2 separate regions of the Sander lucioperca genome follow, and region 2 is linked to region 1. A link is a contact called in public Hi-C data. All regions are on one chromosome and are shown on one strand. The core of a region is the stretch at or near the end of the contact, and the rest is flanking DNA. Distances in the headings are between cores, read along the strand shown.

Region 1 (5,009 bases), core at 685-3,184:
TGTACACAAAACTATATATAACACAATAAAGGAAAGGGGAAAAGCCAAAAAGCACAATATGAGCTCTTTAATGAACGTCCATTACATTCAAGCCATTGCCAAATGAGTTTATTAAGCTCCACAAAACACTCTCTGTAGTTCTCAGCATGGCTGTGTTTAGAAATTGTTGTCGTTCGGCGACTTTCGCACACAGAAACTCAAGTGAAGATAATTACCTCTTCTGAAGAGTCCATCATGTTTTTTTTAATCCTCCGTGTCCTCCTTGGCTACTAGCAACTGCGTAGGGGAAGGGTGGGGGCGGTGCGCAATTACGATAGGCTTGTATCATGCCGATGCAACAACAGTGTTGTTGTCATTGTTTAGAATTTCTCATGGGGGCGACAGAAACTACGCACTATAGCTTTAACATGAGTTCAGATAATAACCTTTTATTTTTGGTTACCATTTTGTGTGATTAGTAGACCATCTACCTTTGTTAAACATTTTAATGTGAAACTGGACACACAGAATTACAATAAATTGGTTATAAACTCAGTTTACAATGTAACATGGGAACAGCACTGCATAACTTTGGTTCTGAGCAAATATAATTAAAAAAATCTAAACTTGAAAGTTACAGAATTTGTCTAAAACATACTTCAAACAGATAAACACATATACATGTTGAGTAAAACACAATACCTTATCTTTAAAATATTTCTGAGCTTTTTTATGCCATTTCTCATATGTTTATTCTCAGCTTTATTCAAATGGTAGGCTCACAAAACTAATTTAAAGCCCAATACAACACAATACTTTTTAATATAACACTACAATAACAGTATAACACTGCACTACAGAGGTCTGTATGCTGTATATTTTATTTTCACTTACCTTAATGACAAATTTGAGAGGAGCCATTGCAGTGAACACAGCAGTCCGCTAGTTTCACCTAATACAAGTGGATCATGGATTACACAGGGAACACCGTAAAAACAACACAACATAAAGCTGGCAGCAAGCTTAGTTTATCACCTTAACAAAAGACATTTAGTGTCTATAATAAGATAGCTAACGTTAGTCTGTAGGAGATCAATAGCACTTGCAGAGATAACATGGTGGTTTGGTAATAATTACAGTATTTAATTTCTTTACATTGCCATTTATTAGGTTTACCTAAACGCAATACTGTAATGTTAGTCCAGCGCTGCTTAACTTTACCCTAAAAGAGTTTTGATGGTAAAAGTTATATTAGCTAGCTGCACTGGTTAGTTAACGTCATATGTTTTGACCTTAATTCAACTTAATCAAGTTGTGAAGACCAACGTGGGCTCTTCAAATGTAGGTAGATTAAAGCTAAAGTATTTTCGCCGTAAATTATTTAGAGTTTAGCCAACTAGCTAGCTACCTAGCTTGGATAGCTACCTATCCAAGCTAGGTAGCTAGCTAGTTAACGTTAATTGTAACGTCACGTAACGGCGTATTGAGTAACGGTTACCGGTCCAACTGATCTCTCTCACGAGGCGAATGATTCAAGTTGTTAAGAAACAAAATTATGGCTCTAACGTTAAGCCATCATTACCACATTACACGTTAATGACACTATTAGTTTAATAAACTAATGTGGTGTAACGTTATACAACGTTGTGTAAGTAGATTAAAAAAATAACAACAGATGTCAATGTCATACCGCCAAATGTTTTGAATGTTGTCCGATGTTGTCTGTCAGACGATGAGGCGGCGACAGGAGATGACGTCACCTTAAGTTTGTACAGTTTGTAGTCCAACAACTGCAAAGCCACTATGAGTCGGAGCTTTTGGCGAATTAACAAGGTAGCAAGGCGACTGTCCACCTCTGTGCGGGGTAGTGGGGAGTTACTGAGTTTTAGATTAGTCGTGAGAGCAGCCACTTCAGTTTGTTTATCGAATAGGACCATGGATAAGAGAACAGAACCATGCATGAGAAGGAATACCACCAGGACCCAACGCTGTGCGCTACCATGGAAACGAGTTGCGTATTGAAATTGCCTGTTTTAACCTCGACATTATGTTGTCGAATTGTATCTAACTACGGTATTTTTCATCATTAAATAGCCACTGTAATATAAAAATCAACATTGTTTGATTTGTTCAGTGTATTATATAAAGGGGTGTATCCCCAAATATGTTTCATTTTCGTCAGGTAATTCAATAAGCCTCACTATCCAAGTCGTGGCAAGCAAAGCTGATTTAACGCAAAGTAGCGTTTTCTAACAGTCTAAAAGGACACCGTAATAATACAGTCTATGGTAATGACAACTCGTCGTACCGTGGCTACTCAAAAAGCTAATCTCGCTGTTGTTTCTGTAACGTTGGGTTTTCGACGTTGGTGAACCCGCTTTGCCAGTGCCTTGAGAAATTGCTGCTTCAGTGATGTCTCGACTCGTCAAGAAATCTCCATCGCTTTGTACGGATCTACCACTGGGCAACACTGATATTTGTAACAGGCTCCATTTGCTAAGACAGCTTTTGAGATCTTGTATTGGTCCGACAGGTAGACTAAAACAAGTTCATAACAACATTGGAGGACACGTTATAACTACCTCAACCTCCTCAGTTCTCCTTCCAGCCATTTCCTCATCACAGCCTTTTATAAATCTGATAAAAACCTCCATTCTCAACCACGTTTCTCGTTTCAGTGACTGTGGTTTGTTTGCTTCCATTCTTTGTTTGTCTCTTATTGAGCAAGCAAAGCAGTCTGGTCTCCGAGGAAATGTGGCTACCAGCGTGAACAAGCACTTGTTGGGTCTGTGCACTAGTTACCTACAACGACAAGACTGTGGTTGTAAAGTGAAGCTCGACTTCTGCAGCAGCCAGAGCTTGATCACATTAGCTCGCAGTATTATCTCTAGCAAACCAGCATGTGTGCTAACCGAGCGAGAGGCACTTCACATCAGCAAGTTGGCTGTACAAGCTTTTTTGCTGACTGTTCCCTGTAACAACCCGGGTATAGTCAGTCTTGGCAAAATAGTGACCGTCTCTGTTGAAGGTCATTCTGTGCTAAACTCTGCAGTGTTTCCAGGTTTACTGGTGGACATGCCTGATGTCTTTTGCCTCAACAAGGTAGAGAACCTGCATTCAAATCCAATGTGCATGGTGGTGTTCAGTGCATCTCTTGCTGGAGACCTTTCTGACCTGGGAGGGACAATTGAGGTGCACCCGGGTGTAGACACAGACTCGCAGATATTGGATCAGCTCCTAAAGCTCGGTGAACAGGTGGTTAAAGATGAGGTGAAGCTCTTTATATGCCAGAAGGTCATACACCCAGTCCTACAGCAATACCTGAGGAGCCATGGCATCGTAGTGATAGAGAGACTGGGAATCACTCTCATGGAGCCACTTACGCAGCTGACAGGTAGGGGTCTATATGTCTTAAATCCTGGCTGGATCGATCCATTATTTTCAAATTAATATAAAAACAATCCATTTGAAACCACAATACTTTTACATTTGTGTCAACCTCCCAAAGTTTCCAAATACCAAAAATATTGAATTACAGAGACGTGTATAAAATGTACTGTTACTTTGCACTGTGTGTGAGGGTGTGTTTAATTTCTCTCTAAATTTAACTTATAGGGGCTCAACCTGTGGCTACATTGCACATCACAATCCCAACCAAGGCCTACGGGAAGGTGAGGGATCTCAGTATTAAGCAGTTTGGATCCAAGACAATGCTGCATTTACAACCGCCTGGGGATTCGGCGATCTGCACCATGATCCTCTGCCACAGGAACGAGACAATGTTAAGTGAGCTAAAGGTAAGATGCAGTGAGGAGTGTGGCGACTGTACTGTTGACTCGTAAAGAGAGAACCCATGCACAGGAATGGAAATTACATCATAGATTCACTCCTAAACATCAGAGGGATATCTCCCTCCTACTAAGATTTGCATGTCCACTAGATATTATTCCATAAAGCCGCGTACACATGATCAGAGGTAAAACCACCAGGTAGGGCACAGAGCATATTGCAGGCACAGAGACAAAGCGCAGCCTAGGTATACGTCATCATTGCTTCTGGCTTTGGTTGCGCCTTGAAAGGTCAGCGGCAACAAGGGGCGCAACGCCAAGGGTAGCGCTTCTTCCGAGTTGTCGCCACCGCTCTCCCCATAGGAAAATAGTGGCATAGCCAATGCAGAGCGGTTTTACTGTGGATCATGTGTAGGCGGCTTAAAGCAGAAATATGATTGATAATATACTGCCCCATAAAGCTCAATTAGTATGGAGTATGGAGCCTTAGAATAGGGTGGCACCTATACCGGGGGTCTTGGGTGCAGCTGTCGTTATGGACCTACTACACTCTGCTACGCTCTGCGATTCCCCGCAGTGTCCGACTGCGTCCTGCTGCGTCCAACCGCATCCACCCAGGCTGCTGTGCCACACCACACCCCATAACGCCCTGCTGTGCCCTACTATGACATGAACTACTACGACTACCATTGTGGCCACTGTTCCACTATCTTTATTATGACTATTATTGCCACCATTCATCACACCCCCAACCGGTGCCGTCAGGCACCGCCTACCAAGAGTCTGGGTCTGTCCGAGGTTTCTTCCTAACAAAAAAGGGAGTTTTTCCTTGCCACTGTCGCAATAGCTACTGCTAATGCTTTCTCTTGAGGCAACCACTGTAATAGTTGGGGCTTCGTAAACTACAGAGTGTGGTCTAGACCTACTCTATCTGTAAAGTGTCTCGAGATAACTCTTGTTATGATTTGATACTATAAATAAAATTGAATTGAATTAAATTGAGTTAGTTTTTTACTAACACAGCCAGGGGGAGGGAATCAACTTTTGGTCAGCACTTTTGGTGAAAGCATCAACTGGCATCACATATTTTTTTTAAACCTTGAGAAACGCATAATAATAGCTTTTACACAGAGACATCAGCTTGGAATGTGTGAGGCAAGTTTGACAGATGAACTGATGTGGTAATATGTGTCCTTTTTAAAGGTGGTTTGCCAGAAGACTGAACATGTGTTGAGGCTCACC
Region 2 (5,009 bases), core at 1,098-3,597, 130 kb before region 1:
GGAGTTGCACATCCGCAGTAAGTACTGCTAGCTAGTCAGTTGCAGAGTATTAGGGCGTGCCACGCTAGCAGCTAGGCGAGCATTATAACGTGTGTTACAAAGTTTTTATGCTCAGCCTTTTTTAATATAAACAATGGCTCAGTTATATTCAAATGTCCTAGTAAGCCATGACAGTGCAAATCATTCTGTGCAACAGCTCAACATTTTGTCTAATTAATGTTTTATTTTGTTGGCTAAATACAATCACCTGGGTTTTGTTCAGTGGGTATAGGTTACAGTAAATGTATAATTTCAAATAGTTAAGGTAAGACTTTGGAGTTGCTGTATACAGTCACTGGGCACAGTTGCTGCTAATTGCTCGTTAAACCACAATGTCTCATTTTCTATTTCTACACGAGTCAAACACACAACCGGTAAATGTGGCAGGTTTGGAGTCGTTGGAAGGTACATATGACAAAGCTAAGCAGTGTTTTTGCTAAGCTCTTCTAAACATCACGGAGGTACCTCGCTATTGAGCTCACAGAAATTAATTTAACATTAATCGTCTCATCTACAGTATCTCCTAGTAAGAAAGCAAACAAGTTTTGTTTTATTTGTGGATTTCATTGAAACATCACTGGAGATGTTATCACTGTTAGACTCACTTTTCTGGGGGTACTTAGGGAGAGGAGCCACCTGGTAGGCGCAACGTAAGAAGCTGGGCTTTTTTTTCTCTTCGTCCCCCTCTTTGGCTGTCACAGCCTCTCTCTCTTCTCCACACTCATCACTTGGGTCCTCTTCAGGCTCAGCTGCATAATCAGCACTGACCTTATTCTCAGCCCGTGCGAATTCCTCTGTTGACTCCTCTGCCTCCACACTCTCCATCTTTTCCTCATAACTCTCCTGGTCACCAGCAGCAAAGCTTCCATCACTGCCAGATGTATGTGCCACACTTTCTTCTGAATTCCTGTCAAAGAACTGATCATCATCAACAACTTCAGAGGGAGTGGGAGGGATCAGCTTAATTACAGGTGGTGTCAGGAGGCTATCGCAAGATGGTGTGCCATCAGTGCCACTCACAAACAGCAACGGGTTTTCCTCCTCTTCTTCATCATCTTCTCCACTGGTAGAAGTGATAGCCGGTTGGGCCTGGGACTCTATAGGGAGTGAAGACAGAGGCTTCAGGCGTTGCTTTTTCAGAACCCTCCGGCAGGCTGACACAGAGCTGGCTGAGCGGGCCATGGTGTTCCTCGAGGTCACGGGGTCCTCCTCGAACAGGGTGAAGCTGGTGTTAACTATTCCCAGATCCTCTACTGTAATCTGGATAGCCTCCCTCTCACCTGATTCCTCTTGATCCAAGTGTGGATGCTGAGGGCCTGCATTCATCTTCTTTTCCTGCTCCTGCAGAGTGTCCCTCTCCTCACCTTGCCAACATGAGCAGCAGAAAAGCCTGCCTGTAAGACTTTGAGTGCTCTTCCTCCATGGGCGCCTACGAGGCCGCTGTTTCTCTGCATTTGGACTTGTCATAGCAGTGGCTGCCTAACCATACGCTGGCTATACTGCTAAACACACCATTCTTCAGTTTGATCAGATAAACCTCTGCAGACTAAAGAGAAGATCAACAACCATCCACACCTCGGAGATATAATACTGTCCCTGTGATAGGTGCCTAAGCATCTGCACAAACACTCATCAGCAACATGTGTTGCTTAGCAGAGGAGTGAAATAAATGGACCAATTCATGCCGGGTCAGGTGAACACTTGAAATGAATGCTGGGCTTAATCAGCAGGCTTTGATATGTTAAGCAGCATCATTGCAGATACAGCTCTGGTTTCAAAGGGCTCTTATAAGACAGCAACACCCTGCCAAAACAAAATCTTGGCATATGTAATGTAGATAATAATAAGGACAGTAAATTGCATTTGTATGATTATACTGTGTGTGTGTGTGTGTGTGTGTGTGTGTGTGTGTGTGTGTGTGTTTGTAATACAGTATTGCACGTGTCCATACATGACCGTGCATGTGTCAGGGCATGTGATTATATTATTACAAGTCAGTGTTCAATTTCGATGGGTCATCTGTCGGGGACTTAGACTTAGCATGTACTATATGGAAACTGGTGAGAATATTGGCTGGCGGATGCTTGGCTCATACAACCCCTATGGCATCAGATGATGTTTTCTTCATTCCACAGGCCCAGTCCTGTTCTCTGCTACATGATAAGTCATCCAGCATCATCTTAAAACCTTTATGCCACACCACCCACATCGAGAGCTTGTACGAAAAGATAATATCTGTGTGTTTTTCTCACGCCCATAAAGTGACAGTACAGTGATGGGAATAATTACTCACATTACTTCACAAGTAACCTCTCATATTTCAATTTCTCTTCAGAGTGAAAGGAAGCTGCTACTGTGTGTTTTTTATTTAACTCTGTCATTAACTCAGTTTCTTCTATTTTTACATCAGCATTTGGTTCTCCCCTTTTAGAAATGTAGCTCTTGTGTTTACAAGCCACTTTCCAATAGGCAAGATGTTTACCTGCCCAGAGTGTGTAAAATCTAGATTAACTTCCTTCAGTTTTAAAGTTATTCTTTTTCTTTTTATTCATATATTTCTTCTGTATATGCATTATACTACCCACATTCATATGGAAAACTCAGCTCTATGTTTAAATTAATTTAATTAAAATCTACCACAAAGGTTGCCTTTATTGGGGTTTTAACAACACTATGACTATTTTTTCCCAAGTAAAAGCTGATCTCAGACACAGTAACTATTCTCAAATTAGGCTAAACAATTTGTTGGTGTGCAGTAGTATAATGTCTGCACACTGGCAGCAGATAGAAGCAAAAGTAGTGCTTTCAAATTTTTCTAGACACCCTGAGCATTTCAGGTGGTAAAGTTCCAGAGAGACTTAGTTGCTAGGCACAAATTACACCTCTAGGTGATTTCAGTGGGAGGCCAGCTGACTATTGACAGAGTTAGTGCAGGGCTGAAGACTCTTTGTAGTGGAATGAAAAGTGCTTTTATACCCGTGTCACTCAGAAACCCACACGATTGTTTCCACTGGGAGAAACATGGCCTCAGAATTAGCAGCAGATGAGAAACTATTTGAGTTCAGTTTAGCTCAGATTTGAGCATGACACGGCAAAACTAAAAGGCCAAGACACACACAAGCTGAGAGCTACAGTACATTTAGAGAGGTGAGGAGGACATGCATTAGAAAAAGGAAACTTAGCCCTCAGCTGAAAACCATTTTTGGAGTTAAGCATTTAAAAAAAAACTTTATACAGTACTGTACAATGTTTTAACAATGCACACTTGTTCTCAACACTGCAGAATCATACAATTTACATATATTGTATATGTTTTGCTCTTGAAGTAGGGGTTGGTGACATAATCCTGGTCAATACTACATGCCCAACAAAGGGGGGCAGTAGAGAGCAGATGCACAGCACTGACAGGACATAAAACAGAACCCACCACTTCTTAGAACGACCTCCTCTGGTATTCACAAGTCTGGATAAAGTTAAACCACACAAGTGCTTTTCATTCGCAGCCTAGTGAGGCTGGCTTTCATGATATCTTGATCTGGTATTTGCAAGAATATCAAGTTTTGTCATAATCCTTTTTACATGTTGTTTGAATATACATAAGCAGTAGGGGAATGAAAAGATATATGTAGGATTAATGTCCCATCTCCTTTATACGGGATATGTTTGAAATTAGCTGAAAATCTGTGACCTTACTAGCAGATTTATAAAAAATGAGTTCCTTATGACAAATGTTGAGAGACACCGTAAGTGACAGACAGACAAAAATGAATTTTTCACAGCTGCCGTAGCCTGGGGCCGTCTGCGGGAAAGATGACTGAGACAGACATGGAACCCCACCAGTCTCCGCTCTCTGAGTGACAATGTAAATTTTACACTAAACTAATTATTGATCTTTAACTTAGCCTCTTTGGCTTGTTTGACTTTCTCCGTGCATTCATGAAGTTACATCACCCGACTTCATTGCACTTGGTGAGTTAGTCTACATGTCCAGACATAAGTCTGGGAGTATCTGAGCATGCTCTGAGTGTGTTGTTGCTGGTCTCACTACCAGAGAGTGGTAGATTCTGGACAGCCCCCAGATGGCCATGCAGCCAACATCAACACCAGCCTTCAGCTCTGGGAGGGATCCTTTTTAAAACACCCTCACCTCTTGCTCAGTTGCAGCACAGTGAAACATGTTGAACATTTCCTGTGACAGTCATGTTTCCATAGGCATCAAGACTCTGGGTCCATAGTCAGCGCCAGCTTCGGTGGTGAACATAACCCTGTTTGGCCATACAGAGAACTCACACAGGCACACAAAAAGAACCAAATAGAGCCTTTTTTCTCTGTTGAGGAGAATGCTTCAACCACTCTGTAATTACATTTACTAAACAAGACAGCAGCATGAGTCACTTTCCAAAGACAAGGAATGTCACCTCTTCCTGTGAAACCAGGAGGAATGATGGGAGTTATTACTTCAGAATAACATCCCACCCCCCACCCTCCGCGGTCTCGAGGAAAAGAAAGAAAAAATAAAACAAAAAACAAATAAACAAAAATAAAAATAGAAATCACACCTTGCTAGTCACTCTCCTCTACTTCTTATGATGCTGAGGTCATTAGGACTGATACCCGTGCTGCTGCACCTTTCCATAGGTCTATAGTAGATGATTTGGCTTTGTTAATCCTTGCTGTAGAGAGCTCAATACGCCAACCACTGTTTTATACAAAGCGAGTGGGGGTGGGGGGGGGACCAGCGTTGAGTCCACAACCTTCTTTATATTGTCAAGGATGTGGAGCAACCGCGGAGGGCCAAACAACGTGGCGGCATTCTTAGAGCAGCGAGGGGGGTCTGCAAAAAATAAGCACATTCAACCAAGGATGTTGAGTTCCCGATTCAACAGATAAATCAACACAAATTGCAAATTGAGTCTTTTCACCAACGAGTTTCACTTAAACAGATGCATCCATTTTGCTTACATAGATCT

What was found. A called contact is a pair of places that touch in the nucleus more often than the background predicts.
Region 2: a Hi-C map of muscle shows a contact between it and region 1, with 7 times the contacts expected there. The contact joins the promoter of LOC116051362 here to the promoter of LOC116051324 in region 1. A contact is called at or near these places in 2 of 2 Hi-C or Micro-C datasets (liver and muscle).

What each region holds. Positions count from the first base shown.
Region 1 is chr15:14,697,600-14,702,608 of SLUC_FBN_1.2, reverse strand. LOC116051324 (protein SLX4IP) reads right to left here and starts at 1,934. Exons shown (of 8, transcript XM_031301652.2): 1 at 1,670-1,934; 2 at 874-931. The coding sequence starts at 900. It overlaps mkks (McKusick-Kaufman/Bardet-Biedl syndromes putative chaperonin), which reads left to right and starts at 2,392. Exons shown (of 4, transcript XM_031301640.2): 1 at 2,392-3,373; 2 at 3,595-3,776; 3 at 4,971-5,009. The coding sequence starts at 2,392.
Region 2 is chr15:14,827,239-14,832,247 of SLUC_FBN_1.2, reverse strand. LOC116051362 reads right to left here and starts at 2,347. Exons shown (of 16, transcript XM_035992523.1): 1 at 645-2,347. The coding sequence starts at 1,506.